Regions from separate parts of the Sus scrofa genome. Here region 2 is linked to region 1. The links are chromatin contacts, called in public HiChIP or PLAC-seq maps. All regions are on one chromosome and are shown on one strand. The core of a region is the stretch at or near the end of the contact, and the rest is flanking DNA. Distances in the headings are between cores, read along the strand shown.

Region 1 (3,247 bases), core at 347-2,846:
CTATGTGGCAGAAATTGACACAACATTGTAAATCAACTATACTTTAATAAAAAAAAGAATAAAAAATATAGCAGTTGAGGCCCTGGGTTGATTCCAACCCCAGTAGCAGGTGGTCTATGAGGCACACTCTCATGGCTACTATACTCCATGAAACTAGATGATGTCATAACCAGCCCTAAGTTGGTACCTTTGCAATGTAGCACCAGGCTGCCAAGTGGGAGGGCTGGCATCAGGCCTCTCACTTAGAAAAATGTGAGTTAAGTGGATTAACACAGACATGGTAATGGAGAGTGCCCATTCTCTCAGCACTACTCTTGCCACAGCAGTTCTCCTATATTCCCTGACCTAAGAATGCTTGACTCTGTCCTCTTAGATTCCCCTACACCTGTCCTCCCAGTGACAAAAGCTTGTGCTCAGTAAGTCTGGGTCAGTACTAGCTCTGATACTTACAGCCTCAAAGAGCCAGAACCACCAAGGCTCCTAGAAGTCAGTCTTGGTGTATACCTATTGGTCTAATCTTTCTTCCGTGATGTTTTCTCTTAAAGGGGTCAGCAGCTCCTTCTTGTTCTGGGCCTTGGTCAGGGTCACTCAAGTCCACCCTGATGATTTTCCACTAAGGACAATCTCAGGAAGTCAGACTTGCGTCTTTTTCCCTTTGGAAGGACATTTGGGTTTCCTTTGAAAATTTCCTCATCTTCTCCCCAGCACCTAACATTTCTATAGCAACAGTTCACTTCTGGGGGAAAATGATGAACACATGCTTCACTAGAGCCCTACTCTACTTGCTAGCTGAGAATAAGAGCAGTGGAAATAACATCTCAGACAAACATTTTCCATAGTCTGTAGAGAGTAATCAATAAGTGGAAAGGAAGTTACTTGGCAAAGTTCGTCAGCATTCCCTTTTCAGAAGCATTCTTCTGTGTTCAACTGCGCAGCCTCATACCTTTTCATGATTTCTCAACCTCTGGTTGGGGTGACTTCTCAGAACTTGGAGGTCTTCTTAGCGCACATTTGGGAATCTGATTTCCACTAAGTTCTTTTTGTTTTCCTAGAGTTTGGGTATAATGGGACTAAGTCTAATGAAAAGGATCAGATGAGTGGCTGATTTAATTCCCTGGAGCCCACTCCTTCTCTGGAACATTGACTGTCTAATTTGTCTGTAGAAAGACCCAGCTGTTCACAGACAGCCCCGTGTATCCCAAAGGGAATAAGAAGCAGCATTCCTGTGAACTACAGAGTTCACGCTGGGGGTGGTGGGAGCAGGGGAGGGGAGGGTCTTTATTTTTTATCCTCTTAGAACTTGTTGCTTCCAAATAAATGGCTGTAAATGGAGATGAAGGGATCAGGCTGGTGACTAATTTCTCTGGGGAGCCTAAATAGCTCCACTCCTGACCCCAATGTGTCTCTTCCCCCGTCTTCACCCCCTCGCCCCCGCCACTGCCCCACAAGACTCATAGTGGCTCTATGACAAGGTGGGTGTTTGTGATCCAGTTCAGGATGGGGATTAACTCAGTCCTCCTGGTGGTGGTATTCTTTCCATGACAGGGCTGACGCTCAGCCAGTGGAATCCCTTCCCAATGAGACAAGGGAACAAGCAGTGTGTGTCAGGTTGATTCAGCTGAGGAAGTCGCGGCCTCAAGTTAGCCTTATAAGGCTGTGGTTCCGGTGGAAGTGAGGCTGTCTCAGCTTGAAAATTCAAAGCACTGAGCATTCCCAGATGACATCTGTAGTTTCTCCAACACAGTTTTGGCTTCCTTGGTTCCCTGTAGCCCCTTTGATTGTGCAATCACAGCTTGGCAGTTTGTTTGTCCTGGGAAATCTGTACATTTTCAGCTCTGACATCTCAAAATTAGTCAGTGAAGCATTTTTATTAGGGTGGTTTATTGTAAAGCAGAACTGCTTCCTACCAACATTTCTTCTAACTAGTACTAGTAGTGTGATGGCTTCGGGGGAGGAAGGTATTAGTGGAAGGGAGGCTGGCTGTGGAATTGGATAGATCAAGGTTCAAATACTGACTTCCTTTTTTTTTTTTTTTTAAAAAAAAATGTGCTGAAGGATCTTAGATCATCAGGAGCTCAGATTAATCTTCCGTGAAATGGAGAAAATGACACAAACCTCACAGGGCTGTTGTGAGGGTTATGTACAATGTAAGCTAAGAGTAGTGCAAATAAATGGACTCAGTAAGTTTGTGTAAATAAATATGTTATATGTGATATGTGTGTGTGTGAGAGAGAGAGAAAGAGATGGTCCTAGTGTAGACATGGGAGTAGTTACAAGTTGATTGTCTATGTTGGGAATCTCAGCTCACTTTTTAGTCCTTGACAGATCACACACACATACTCACAAAAGCTCACATGCACACATACACACACCACATGCACACATTTCTTGGAAACCTCAACTTTACTTTTTTTTTTTTTTTGTCTTTTTATCTCTTACGGCATATGGAGGTTCCCTGACGAGGGGTTGAATTGGAGCTGTAGCTGCTGGCCTATACCACAGCCACAGCAATGCCAGATCAGAGCCGCATCTGTGACCTACACCACAGCTCACGGCAACGCCAGATCCTTAAACCACTGAGCAATGCCACGAATCGAACCTGAAACCTCATGGTTCCTAGTCGGATTCGTTTCCACTGTGCCACAACAGGAACTTCTCAACTTTATTTTGATAAATAATTTCTTTCTGAGGCTGGTCAAAGACTACATGTCTGTGAGGAATTCCTCAAACCTCCCTGCTGTCTGGTCACGTCTGACCTGGGTTCCATGCTACTGTCCCCAGAAGCAATCCCAGGCTCTTCCTTTTCAGCCATTGACTGGTACCAGGTACAATTAAAAGATGACCAACTTCTTTTTAACTCTCACTAATGTCTAAGATCTGAAGACAGAAATTATTCTGAATTCTAGTTTGAGATGTCTGGGAAAGAAAGATTTTTCTCCAACTCTTGGAATACTTCCCTGTCATTGCAGCATTCATAATGTTTCTAAAGAGAGTGCCTTCACTGGCATGGTGAGAAAAGATATAGTCCCTTTTGTTATGAAGTCCCTGTGTCAACTATTGGTCACTAGCTTCTTAGTATATTTAGTGAAAGGCTTCATGTCTTATAATTATGAAATGGAGTTCCCAGCAATATATTGGAAAAAATCTCCTGCCTGGAATAAACTTCGCAGATTTGACTTGTCAATTCTTTTAGCCATTGATATGTTAATCTTGGTTTTCACTATTTAATCACCCAGTGAATTTATTA
Region 2 (3,326 bases), core at 708-3,207, 330 kb after region 1:
GCTTGGGGTTATTCACAAGAGAAGTCTGCCTGTCTTCATGCCTCTCTCTGAAATGAAAGTTCGTTGCTAGTACCTATCTTCTTGATAAACCTATGACTTGGTATAATGACATAAAGATGAATGGGATGGTTTTCTTAAAAATTAGGCTCAGACATGGTTAAAATAGAAGTATGTGCCATGATATGTTGATAAATGTTTAACAACTGGCTGAGATGTGGGGGTATAGGGCAGAGAAAGTTGTGATTTATGGATTTTGCCAATCTCTTGGTCTAAAAACTCTGAGCACTGCCAATTTTAAGCTTCCAGTTAGGGTGCCTGAAAGTGTAATTGGGAAGAGACACATAATCACTTTCTGCAAGGTGGTACTAGCCAGTACCCTACTGATGCTATGTATTGGTTGGGTCATTTTTCAGTGTCAGATATTATCAGCCACAGGTCATTACATCTCTCTCTATATATTTTTGTTTGTTTTGTTTTGTTTGTTTGTTTGTTTGTTTTGGTCATGCTCAAGCATGTGGAATTTCATGAGCCAGGTGTCAAACCTGTGCCACAGCAGCCACCCAAGCCACTATAACAACAATGTTGGATTCTTAACCTGATGTGCTACAAGGGAACTCCTCATTACATCTTTATTCACTATAATCAACAACCGCGGGAAGTATGTTTCCATTTGAATTTTGATGACTTATTTTTGGTGCATAGCTGCGGGACTATATTTTATAGTTCAGCCTGTTAAACATCCTACTTTTCTATACATTGGGAGAAGAACAAAATGATTTCACTGAGAAGAAACAATTATATTCTGCCAACTATGATAGATATCATTAGATGTGTCAGAATGGGATTATCCTAGTGTTTAGGTCAAAACCTTTAGCTCTTATTTAACTACAGCATGTCTTTGAGTACTTTCAAGGTCACCTCTCTCCTTTCTTTGCTGAAAATCAGGTGAATTCTACCTAGGAGAGCATGCATAAAATTATGAGAGAGTGAATATTACTCCACTGTCTAATTTGAGAGTGGCCCTTCTCTGAGATCTCTATACAAATCTCTCCTGGTCATGAAATCCCCGGAGAGACCGATCACATAATTTATCTTCTTCAGTTGGACTTAGCAGCTGTTGGCCTATCGGGTAGCAAGAGAGGCTGCAGCTATGGCCTAATAACCCCAATACTGGGCCACAGCCACTAGCTGACCTCTGGGAAAGAGAGTTGCCTTTTTTTTTTTTTTTTTTTTTTTTTTTTAAATCTCTGCTCCAGTGTCAGCTCATGCTGGCCAGTCTTTTTAGGACTGTCTCTCAACTTGAGCAGCCTTGTCCCAATTTTTTTTCTTGTTTAGGGAATTTCCCTTTTTGCCTCCCTGCCCTCATATGGAAACCTCCCTTTATCCTTGGTCAACTTTCGCTGACTTTTTGGAGACAGCTTAACCAACCTCCCTTATTGGTTCTTATTAAAATAGCCTCTCTCTGGATGGTGACTTATTTGCACAGAGAGCTGATAAATGGCTCTTTGATGTTTCTATGTTGTAACCAGCAGCCCTTTAGTGAGATTTTTGAGGGACATCAGTGGGTCTCATTACTTGCACGGTGACCCACGTGGGCTAGACTGATGCATCACTAGGACTTATGAGGAATCAGCTGGTACTAAAAAGAAAAGGTGAATCAAGGTGAATTAACACTTTGCAAGCACCAGGATCCCACATGATCTCAGGGAGCTTGGGGTTAATAGATGCAGACTATTGCCTTTTAAAATTTTGAATGCAGAGAGCTAAAGATCTGGAAAGGCAGGGAGGACCGAAGGAATGAATTGCTGAGGTTTGGGGGTTCTACCAGCTGCCAATATTTTTGTCTTAGTTTTTGGTTCGAGTTTTTCATTTAATGACTTCCAGGCCTGACCCCTGCCTCCTCAGCTGTGCTGAGCTGAGATTAGTCACTGCATGCGCCTTTATTTGTAGCATGTCAAGATCTTGTGCTTCAGTCTCAAGGTCCCCAGACTCCTCTGCGTTGGCTGCAGGACTATACAAAGTAAATGAAAGACAGAATTGAAGGGAAACATGTCCTTAGGCATGCCTCTTGCCTCACCCTGAGAAGGACTTACTTCACCTCTAGTCAGTGATCACATGTGAGAAAAAAAAAAAAGAGGCAACAGTAAAAACTCCCAAATTCCTCCTACGGCTGCAAGGGTCTTACAATGCTTTTCCTGAGGCTATTGTATCTACCGAAGAGTTTAGGAGAAATTCATGGTGGCAAAATGACCTTGAACAACCTAAGGGATGATTGAGTGAGCTCTGGAAATGAGGTTCTAAACCTGAGAGAAAGTCAGTTGCGGTTTTGTTGAACATACTGATTTATTTCTCCCAAAGGAGCAAGGAAAACCCATCCCAGCGATCTTTACCCTCAAGCACGTTTATTGCTTTCTACGTATTCAACAGCTGAAGGCCACACAGCTGAGTTGCTGGCTTCACTGAACTCGAATAGTCCAGTCAAGGGCCATTATTTTATCCAATATGGAAGAGTGGACATCTCAACAAGCTTTCCCAAGCTACCATGGCAGGTAAACACCCAGAAGTCGGACAATTGTGATAACCCAGGACCACAGACAACCCTGGATAAGATGCACTTTCTGCAGAGGTTACCCTGTCTTTCTCTCCCATCCGAGTCTCTCCAGAATCGTCCTTTTCTTGTTTCGCTTAGAGTTTACATGTGATGATTCTCAAAATTGGATATATATTGAGATACAGATCATTTTTTTTAGGACATGTTTACTTACACAAGGTTTCAGGAGCATTTTGAAGTTAAATACTAATTCTTTGCTATGTCTCAATATAAGAATGGAAGGATGCCTCACTAATAAAGAAACTACTACTTCATCAGCAACATGTGCTACCCTAGATATCAAGGAAGGGATGAGTTTTACTTCCAAAGATGCTGCCCTGCATCCTTTTAGGAAGGAAGGAGGGTATAAGTCAGTCAGATATTCCTTAGAATCATTAGTCCATCTCAGAGAAAGGGTGTGGTATATCTGCATAATGTTTTTCCTAATCTTACCCATTCTAGGTAGAACTTTTTGGTTGGAGTTACTTATAGAAATGCAGCTGCTTAGTTCATGCAGACATTTACTCGGTGTGTGACCCAAAGGGCAAGTGATAGAATGGGGTAAATAAATATGAATGTAGAATAAAAGCATCTCAAGAAAGAAGCAGAAAAAAATAGTGAAGGAAGAGTGACTTGGATTGGGAAAGGAAGAGGGTGGTGGTGCTGGTAGAAGCTGACTTTGTTCAGAAGGGAATGGTTGGGAATTAGAGAGGGAACTTTTCTCCTAGAGGATGAG

What was found. HiChIP or PLAC-seq counts read pairs in DNA pulled down with a chosen protein or histone mark.
Region 2: a contact with region 1 is called in an H3K27ac HiChIP or PLAC-seq map of skeletal muscle, with 6 times the contacts expected there. The contact joins two enhancer-like sites. A contact is called at or near these places in 1 of 47 Hi-C or Micro-C datasets (skeletal muscle) and 1 of 2 datasets of contacts at active chromatin or transcription factors (skeletal muscle).

What each region holds. Positions count from the first base shown.
Region 1 is chr1:131,851,610-131,854,856 of Sscrofa11.1, forward strand. No RefSeq gene overlaps it. Among named protein-coding and RNA genes, the nearest start is that of THBS1, 110 kb to the left of the region's middle. Within about 2 kb of position 1,597, at least 17 of the 83 cell types and tissues checked have an H3K27ac peak or open chromatin away from gene starts, as enhancers often do. A contact at or near this core is called in skeletal muscle, where this site is marked.
Region 2 is chr1:132,179,869-132,183,194 of Sscrofa11.1, forward strand. No RefSeq gene overlaps it. Among named protein-coding and RNA genes, the nearest start is that of THBS1, 440 kb to the left of the region's middle. Within about 2 kb of position 1,958, at least 7 of the 83 cell types and tissues checked have an H3K27ac peak or open chromatin away from gene starts, as enhancers often do. A contact at or near this core is called in skeletal muscle, where this site is marked.